Linked DNA regions of Anas platyrhynchos: region 2 is linked to region 1. A link is a contact called in public Hi-C data. All regions are on one chromosome and are shown on one strand. Each heading gives the region's core, a stretch centred on a gene start, on an enhancer-like site or on the middle of the called end of the contact. The rest is flanking DNA. Distances are from core to core; before and after follow the strand shown.

Evidence for each region. Hi-C and Micro-C count contacts between places; a contact is called where the count stands out from the background.
Region 2: a contact with region 1 is called in a Hi-C map of liver, with 2.1 times the contacts expected there. The contact joins two enhancer-like sites. A contact is called at or near these places in 2 of 8 Hi-C or Micro-C datasets (liver and small yellow follicle).

What each region holds. Positions count from the first base shown.
Region 1 is chr5:62,727,797-62,732,385 of IASCAAS_PekinDuck_T2T, forward strand. All of the region lies in intron 15 of DENND2B (DENN domain containing 2B), which reads right to left. Among named protein-coding and RNA genes, the nearest start is that of RPL27A, 13 kb to the left of the region's middle. Within about 2 kb of position 1,960, at least 4 of the 8 cell types and tissues checked have an H3K27ac peak or open chromatin away from gene starts, as enhancers often do.
Region 2 is chr5:62,791,664-62,796,841 of IASCAAS_PekinDuck_T2T, forward strand. All of the region lies in intron 3 of DENND2B (DENN domain containing 2B), which reads right to left. Among named protein-coding and RNA genes, the nearest start is that of RPL27A, 78 kb to the left of the region's middle. Within about 2 kb of position 2,683, at least 5 of the 8 cell types and tissues checked have an H3K27ac peak or open chromatin away from gene starts, as enhancers often do.

The sequences.
Region 1 (4,589 bases), core at 710-3,209:
TCCCTCCACCTACAGTTTCTCAGAGAGGGAGTCTCACACCTGAGAACCTCCTAAATCCACGATTGTGCCTCCTGTGCGGACAACCATGTACTGGCAGGCCTCCTGCTCCCTGCCTCGCTACCCTCTTGCCTCCCCACTGTCATTTTGGCACTTACATTGAAAAGAGGGGAAAAGACACCTGCCTCCTCCTTCTCCTCTCCCAAGGAATGGACAAGCTCAATCTGCCAGGAGGGGAGGGAGGACCACCCTTACATGTAGGTCCAAGCCACACAGCAGGTCTGTCACCCCAGGGCTGGTGCCAGCTCTAGGCGGATGCGCTGGACCACGCACAGGACTGGTCCTGCTGTTTCCTTGGATGGAGAAATGAAGCCAAAAATGTAAATTCACAAAGAAGTCTTTCCACTGCCTGTGTTTACTTTTCCACAACCTTTTCATGTTTCTCATTTCTTCCTGCTGACTTAATTATGCTACTCTGTCCACATCTGCTGAACGCCTTCAGCTGCTGTTTGAACGTGTACGTGCTCCAACCTACAACTGCTCAGTGCCCGCCTCACCTTCCTGACCCACATCCCCTCGCCTGCCTGGGAGGGCTTCCTCCCACTCGTGGTTGGAGTCTGGAGACTCTGACCTTCCCCGGTGTGATACCTTGACTCAGGTGGGTATTACACCCCCACGGGGCTGATCACAGGCCACAGCAGTGCTTTCCTGTGGTAGCTGCTGTCCTTGTGCCATGGATGAACTCTGTAGCAGGACCGGCTGCCTGGCACTTTTCTGCTGCACCCTTCAACACCTCCCCAGATCTTGGGTTACTTCCATCCAGTCTCTGAGAGAGAGGGAGAAGTCTGCAACAGCTCTGCGAGATGAAATGGTCTGAGAGATTTGCAGAGGACTGTAAAGGGTTCTGGGAAGAAACTACAAGGCTGAGAATTTGGCCAGCCTCCTTCTTCACCACACACAAACTGCAGAGGCAGAGGGGAAGGAGAAAGCAGAAACTTGGAAAGGCACCAAGTAACGGGAAAATGGCAGTGAAAATTGTGGCAGACTGCTGAAGTTTGGATGAGAAATGGAGTGTGTGTGTCGGGGGCGGATGCCGGTTGCTGCACAGGCTGGCATTTGGGTCAGAACTGCACTGCACCAGAAACAACACATACCTAAACACTGAAAAAATAAACATTTCTCTCAGTGGGTAAGACTAAATAATAGCAGCAGTTTCATTCAGGTGGGTAAGACCAAGTAACAGCATCATGGACAAGACATACATGAAAATACCACCAACTACACCCAGATAGGCCAGGGAGGAATAAAATGGGAATTTAAGAACGAGTCCTTGATACAATGAGGCAGGACATTTCCAATTCTGTGAAATTCTCAAACATGCTGGCTTTTCTACCTATGCAAAGTTATTGCTGATTGTTTCTCATTTACCACTCCAGGCTGTTTAAATAGGGAAAAAAAAATCCTGGAATTCCTCTCTTTTGACTCAAACCAAATAAATGACATGTTTTTGCAGCTTTTTAGCAAGAAGACCTACCCCGTGAAGATTTCAAAACAAAATCATGTGAGTCATTGTTGCTACAGGAAAAGAGAGCAGGGTGATGGAGCAATCGGACTGCACGGCTGCGACCAGGAGAAAAGGCCCCGAGTCAGGGAACGTGCAAACACAGGCACGCATGAACAACAGCCACGCTCAGAGGTGCAGCATCAGATGCAGAAAGGGCGGGGGGAGCATGACAGATGATGGCTGCAGGAAGTATACAGGACAACCTCCTCACCGGGAAGAACGTGAAGCAATAAATACCTTAGTGCTCGTAACTCAATACTGAAGCGAAGCTGAACTGGAGATGTTGGAGAAGCGAAGCTGCCCTGGGTAACCTCTCTGCTGATTACGGATCAAAGGATACCTCTGTGTGTTAGTGCATAAGGTCTGCAATTAACCAAGGCTCTGGGAGGTCTGCCTATTCATAGGACTGCTTTCAGATGCAGGTACGGATGCAAATCAGTAATTATCAGCATTCTTACACTTCAGCGGGTTTTGTACCACGCCCCCTCACTACACGCAAGCTGCTGATAAGCAAACACAAACAAATGCATGGTTTCTATCAGGAAAAATCTGCAAACTGAAAAGATAAGTTTCCTCTACAATGATTAAATAGATCTATAAGTGCAAGACAGAAGATTACAATCAAAATGAACACCAGAATTTGTGCGTAGCTTATTGCTGTTTGAAACAAATGCAAATTAATTCTGACACAGTAACCTACCTGGACACTGATAGAAAAATCATTTCTAATGATTACCGAATAGCAGGAATTACGGTTAGTTCATGTCTCACTTCACCAATTAAATCTCAAGCATAAGGGAACAGGCAAAATACTGTTCTAGGCTTTGATTCAGAGAAGTACTTCAGCACAATTTCGGCCTTAATTCATTTTTGTCAAGCTGAAATGACACCTAAAAGACCTTTCCTTTTTCCACTTCTGTTCTCACCAGATCAGCCCACAAGTGCACGCACAAGACACGACAGCCTCTTTTGAGCCATGAGTACCCTGCCTGCTGTGGAAGGAGTGCTGTGTGAAAAGCTGTAAAGTTAGCTGCTCTTTGTCAGCAAGGCATGTTTCGGCATCTGAAATCTGAATCCTTTTCAGTTTGTTTAGATGCCCTTCGGGGGTAAGAACAAACTACAGAGAATCCCTTCAAGCCTTTATAAGGTAATTTGGAAAGAGACACTGTAATTTTTGAATGTATTAATTATTTTTAATTTTAATATACCATTAATACATTTATTAACTCTTAATGCCTTAGTTTACTTTTAATTACATTGTTAGATTCTCTCCCCAACAGCGAATTCCCCATGGCAGAACCCCCTTACAAAGGGCCCATCCCCACAGGGGCACATGGGGACAAGGACTCTCCTGCTGCAGCCAGGGCACTTCTCACCTCCCTGGTACGGCCCCATGCTCATGGGAAACTCTGCTCCCAGGCAGCTTCTGATTTGGACTCTGCCAGATACAGGCATCCCTGCCCTCCACCTCTCCTGGGACACAAGAGAAAAGCCGTCTCTCCTCTGTCTAAGACAGCATAAAGAGCACTGCAGTAAACTCAGCCGTTTACAGCAGCCAGAATTTATTACAATTTTTTGTCCGGTCGCAGATCCTATTAGAAAGGACTGTACAGAGAGGCTGGCAGTCTCTGCAAGTTCAGCCATTATACCCGTGCTTGAATGAAAGGCAATAATTACGGAAATCATTGCCATTTTATAATGTTTACTTCCTTTTCCGGCTTAATTTCAGATTCAATCTACACTGTGATGTAATGTTTCTCTGCTGAGGATCTACTTAAAAGCAAACTAAAAATAAAGGCCTGGCTGCCATGAAAAGAAAAAAAAAAAAAAAAAGGAGAGAGAGAGAATATTCCTTAGTAATTGCTACACTTATTTGCTTCTTGCCTCTATATTCACCATAATTCTGTCCAGCCCCAACTCAGCAGCCAGGTTTGAACATTTTATATCTAATCACTACCCATACTTCAACAAATACTGCTGCAGTTGTTGCATGCAACAGCATAAAGAACTCTCTAAAAATAGGAAATGAGAGATCTCCCCTCTCTGTTGAATACAGCAGAACTGTACCACGTCCTACCCAGTATCAGCAGTGAGCTAACAACTCAGCCCAAGAAGCAGGCCAAAATCCTTCACTTATCAGAGGAGTGTAACAAAGGAAAAATGTTATCCAGGAGCTGAGCATTTCCCAGGATGAGACTGATTCAGCAAACCAGCAGCACTGCTAGTGCACTGTGCCCATCAGCCCATCAGCCTCATGGACGCTTCCTTGCTTTCCAAGCCAGGCTTCTTGCATGTGGCGGCGGCAGCCTGATGCAGAAGTTGGAGTCTAACTGTGCATTTACCACATGTGAAAGAAAGGCAGACTCAGGTCACAGTGGCTCCCCTAATTTGAGTGCTGACGTGTTTTCTGCAAGCCAGCTTTGTGATATCTCACTGAGTGCAAACAAGGCCAGAGTGATAACACTGGCAGGGAGAGGGGACACAAATCGAGTAGGAAACGCATATTTTCTACATCACATCAGCCAATTATCTGTTATCCTCCTTCACGGAATTCTTTTAACTGTGCTTACAACTCAGAGAGTGGAGCTACTTAACCCTCATGCCCCTCATATGGCATTTTCTTCCCCATGAAAACGAGCCAAACCCGAACCTTGTTTTGCTAGATGAGTCACACTTCAGGTGTTATCTAGTGTGATGCAGACTGAGAAAAGATGAGCCTGTAAAATTCTCCTAGAGGAATCATAATATGGCCTCACCTGTCTGGCTAAAGAGCAGTGCTGTGTCCTTATCAGTGGGATGCCAGCAGTACAGGTAATTCTGGGACAGATTCCAAGGAGTTGCGGAGAGCTCGAACACCGAGTCCTCCATGCTACTGAGGATACCAGGGAGGCAATTTTTATCATAAACACAGTGGTCACAAACCACTTTTTGGACTTATTTTCTCTGGCTTTATCTTGTGGAGACAGAACTTGCCACACCGCTGTGTCAACGGGTACAATTCATGCCAGAAATCCATCTGAAGGTTTGT
Region 2 (5,178 bases), core at 1,433-3,932, 65 kb after region 1:
TATACATATATATATATAAATATATATATTTATATTTATATATATATCAGGCATCAAAGACCAACACAAAACATAGAAGTGCCCCAGCAGCACTACATTTAACACTGGCAGAAGGTGTAGGTACAAATACTGCTACATAACTTAAAAATCACCTTTAACTATTAAGGAGAAGAAAAAAAAAAAAAAAAAAGGATCCTTATTAGGCAAGGCAAGAAATCTGCATTTAGCCAGGCAGAGAAATTATATTCTGTCTGAGAGCCCGAGAGAGGTAGAGGAGAAGGAGGGGAAGAGATGGGGAGCAAAATCAAGTTTTAGCTCCACCAAGAGCCAGAGCTTCAAACTTCAAAAATAAAGCTCTTCGTATCACTGTCCTTAGTGAGCTGAGAGCTGCTGTTGAGCTCCTGCCTGTGAGTAGAAAGCCCAAACTGCAAAACTAGCAAAGATCACCAAGGAATCCACTGCGACAGCATTCCACTCTCCTTCGCTTCTGCTTTAGCTTGCTGCCTCCGCTCACAGCTCTGGCAAGCACACGGCTGTCCATCACTGCAATCACTCCGGCACACGGCTTCCAGACTTACTCAGAAGCTCTTCCCTCTGGGAAAGGTGCGGAACGAAAAGGGAGGAATTCCACGTCCAGTCCTTGTAACCTGCTCTGTCCTCTGCACTTCCCGAAAGCTCGCTACTTCGCTTCTCAGGCAGCGAATGACACATGGGCTGAGGACATTTGTCAAATCTCTGTCCCTTTGTGTACTTAAAGGGAGGAAACTGGTATTAATGGTTAACAAGACTAGCACCAGCAAAGCCTTTCTCTGCAATCTGACATGCTGCTTTTGAAGGGACAGGTGTGTGAGAAATCAGGAAAGCCAAATGTTTCCTCCTTATTGCCTACAGCTTGGAAAACTTCTGTGGCTTTGATTTGGTTTTGGTTCTGAAGTTGCACGTACCGCCGGTTTACATTTCATTCTTCAACCTGAGGCTGCTGATCGCTAACAAAATCTTAGAAGCTGTATCAGCTGCACCAAACCACACGCACACAGACCCAGCAAAGAAGCCTGCCTGCCTGCCCGCGTACACTGAAGTCAGCCCGATGGCAGTACTGTCTAGGGAGGAAAGGGAGAGGTTAAAAATCCACATGCAAACGCTTTCAAGTCTCTGCCAACAGTTTCGAAAGGACACGGGCTATCTGCCATCTCCCTTTTGCCAGTGTATTCATGGAACATAAAGCATCATTAAGAAAGCTCATGGCTTGTCTATTTGTTGGTCTATTCAGTGAGATCGCCAGTCTCCCTGGTCCAGAAGGCAATGGGATTTTCAGCCCTAAGAACAACTTCCTCCAGAAGAAATGAAACACTGGCATGATAATTTTAAAATACTATGCACACAGTTTCTACGCAGTCTCCCCTGTAGACTTCTGAATAACTTTTTATCATCGCCCCAAAAAAAAACAAATTCACGTAAGACTCCTGATCTGATTTTCTGATGCTGCACTGATAGGGACTCCCTTAAGTGCTTTAGCATATATCTTGCTTACTGCTTTACTTACTACATTTCAGTGCAGTAAAAGCACTAGAAAGACACAAGAAAAGTTTTCAAAACCACGCTATTCTAAAAATTTCCTGCAAAAAAAAAAAATTATGTAACAGGTTAGTTCAAGCCTTTGTATTACTGTGTACACTAACGTAAAAACAGAAACAATCCATGATTAAATAAATAAGGACTGCAGTGTTAGACTAAGTAGGTTTTTTACTGTAGCAGAACACAGTTGCATTAAACATGCTTTCAGCCTAACCTGCCAATTACAAACCTCTGCTTTTTAAAAGACTTGTTTCCTTTCATTTTTCAATTATTTTCCAGTGTTTTTAGAAAACGTTAACCTTGATAATAGGAAAAAGTATTTTTAATGATGACATATGATTTCCACATAGAAAAGAACAAAGCATTAAAAGTGCCATGAGAATTAAATTGCACTGGGAATTAGTTAGCCAGGCTATGTTTGTGCTGCCTTTACCTAGTAACAAAGCAAACTCGATCTGAAGCTGCATGAAAGAAAATGCAGTCTCGTTTTTCCCTCACTTTTCCCCTCCAAAACTGTTTTTTTGTTGTTGTTGTTGTTTTTTTCCCCCCTATGCATATAGGAGAGATACATTAACAGAATTTCCAACTGGAAAAAAGTGAACTGCTTGACTGACAAGTGCACTTCAAGCACATGATTATTCTTCCTTGATCTGACATCTAAAATTAAAATGAAACAAAATAGCCAGCTGCAGAATTGCTGTGGCAAAACGCCCCATCTTCAGCTTCTGCCACAAACTGAGGAAGCCTGAAAAAAGTGTCCAAAAGTAGGTCCATTTTTTCAGTTCTGTCTCTTGATCTTATTAGAAGCTGTTACAAACCACTCACGAACTACTCTTCTCTCACATCTGTAGACCACTGTGGTTGCAAGAATATTTCTGCAACCCTGCTAAAGAGATTTCAAACATACATACTCTGATCCACCTCCCTGAGGTCGCTTCTGAACAGGACAAGGAAGGGGGCACATCACACGTCTCGGAGCATCACAAATCAGCACTCCACCAACGCTCCTGACAGAGATGATGAGCAACAACGAAGTCAAAGCCTGTATTCAAGCTTTGCCCAATTCCAGGGACATTTTAATCAGTGCTCTGACGTGTTCCCACTGCCGATGTCTCTGTTCCTGATAACAGCAAGCATCCTCCCGTCTCCCACGGCCCAGTTCAGGGCTGAGCTGCCCAAGCTCTCTCTCAAAAGCATCTCCAACCTCACTGGGTAAATAACAGCTTTGTATTCTTCTCTGAACCAGAGGTAGCTTTGTGCTGCCGGGAACCGACTTTATGGAAATTTGTGAACTGCACAGCTCCAGCTGTTTCTGCTTTAAAGGAGTACAATACTTGCGAATGGATTTCACATCAGTCATTCAGTTTCCCCAGTTGCTTGACTGAAGCTGATTTGTGTTGTTTTCTAAACCTCAATGGCAAAAAGAAAAACAAAAGAAGAAAAAAAAAGTGGCTTATCATTGCATCTCCAATAATTTAATATATTGCTTACTCTTAGCAGAATTTGATGAAATAGTGATTCATCCCATTCTCAAGCTCTCTATCAAAGTTATTAAAACTTGTCTCCCTTTTAAAGCAAAAATAAATGCTTTCTATGGGTTGTGTTTCACAAATTCAAGAGCTTACAAGATTCTCACCAGTATTTCCAACTGGCAGGAGGAGGCACCTCAGCAGCTGAGGCACTTCAGCACCTTGTTGCCACAAGCCATGCACAGTGGCAGAGACAAGATCCTGGCCCTGCCAGGACTCCCCAGGAGCACACAGCCGCACTCACACCCCTGGCCCTTTGATGCTCTAACACAGTCCACACGGGTGGAGTTTTGGAGTTTTGGTGAACACGGCAGTGCTGACATGAGGCAGCAGCAAACCCACCAGCATATTTTCCCACACCACATCATTGTAACTCAAACTGCAATGGCATCCAGACATCCCGCTAAACTTTCTGTTAAGCAGGGATTTGCACATCATCTGCCCAGAAATGTTATCCAAGTACAAGGAGTTGTTCAGGTGAACATAATATCCATGGCTAATGTTTTACGGAGACTCCTTTAAACCATTTGATGAACTTGGTAGAGGATGCCCAGGTAGAGAGAGCCTTTCACCCATACTTTTTTTTTTTTTTACATGAAAGGGAAAGAAGCAGTTTTTCTATCACTCAAGCAACACCACACACATGCTTAGTAAACAAAAGAAAAGGAGATGTGAGAATACGTTATCATAATTATGCTAAGACAATGGCAATCACACAGTAAGCATTGAGAAAATTGTACACCCAGGAGTTTCAAATAAGACCAAAGCCTTGTTGTTTTGGAACAACGCAGAGAGTCTCACACTTTGAAGAACTCACTACATAAATATGTTATGGAGAAAAAAAATAGAGAGGAAAAAGTAATGTTCGCACCATTCTAGGATGGCTGAAACACACAGACTGCCTGGGAGCACGCAAAGCTCCTGTGGCATGCCCGGGAGCTGAAGATGCATCCTTTGATTTTCAAGTTACTGTTTTCTTCACAGCGCTCTCCACTCAGAAAACTTAAGACATGTAAGAAATACCCTAAGTTCTAAATTGATATTCACGTGTAAAAAAGATAAATACTAAAAAATACACTTCGCTTACCTTACTGTTTATAATAATATTTTTCCTGTGGTAAGATCAGGGCTCTATCGTGGTGGCCACAGTTACCTCCATCCACACTCTCTAGTCACAGTATGGAGACTACTTGCCCAAGGCATCGAGCCTGGCTCTGGACACAGCTCTTGTCTTTTGGCAGTACAGGCAGGCTGGTTTGCATCTGGGTAAACGTCCTGACAAGAAACATGGGCAGTGTCTACTGCATTGGCATTGCCTCTACTAGGACGACACTTCTCCCTGTACAGACAGGTTTTTCTCCTGATATGAGCTCACCTTCAAAATGAAAAAAATTACCATGGAAAGAAAGAGAATAAGCACTCCCAAGACAAGCCAGCAGAGTGAACAACTGACACGCACATTCAAGTGTCAACAGCAGCAGAGTATCAGCTAAACCTAATGCCAGACACATGTCCAATTCTTTTTATTTAAGAACTTTCAAGGTCTGAGTTCCTAAGGCAAAATATTTCTTAATCTTCTGCCCAGGCCACAGCCACATAATTCCTTCTTCAAAAGAAACAAACTATCTCTGTTGGGTTTATTAATATGTATAAAAATTAATTTTACTTAGGAAAAAAAAAAATTGCTGTAAAACTGGGTGAATTTGGCTCGACTAGGACTGAATCACCTGTGACAGCCCAAAGCAAGAAGCAAGCACCAGGTATGTGCTGTGTCCGGGGGGGGCATCAGCCTGAGGAGCCTTCCCCCTGCATTTCAGACAGTGATTTTACCTATAAGAGCAGCAAATAATCTCGGATTCATGACAAACTTGGGCATAACTTCACCCCGTGGGATCACTTGGTTGGGAAATACAAGGCATCATTTGGTGTGATAATTTAAAGAACTAGAAACAATTAAGCAGAAATGCTCTGTAGCTACCTCTGGAGAGGTATTAGTCTGGGTAGTCATTTGGATTACGTGGTGTATCTCCATCGCCTTCACTGGAGATAAGCCAGCTCCCACCAATTCTAATTA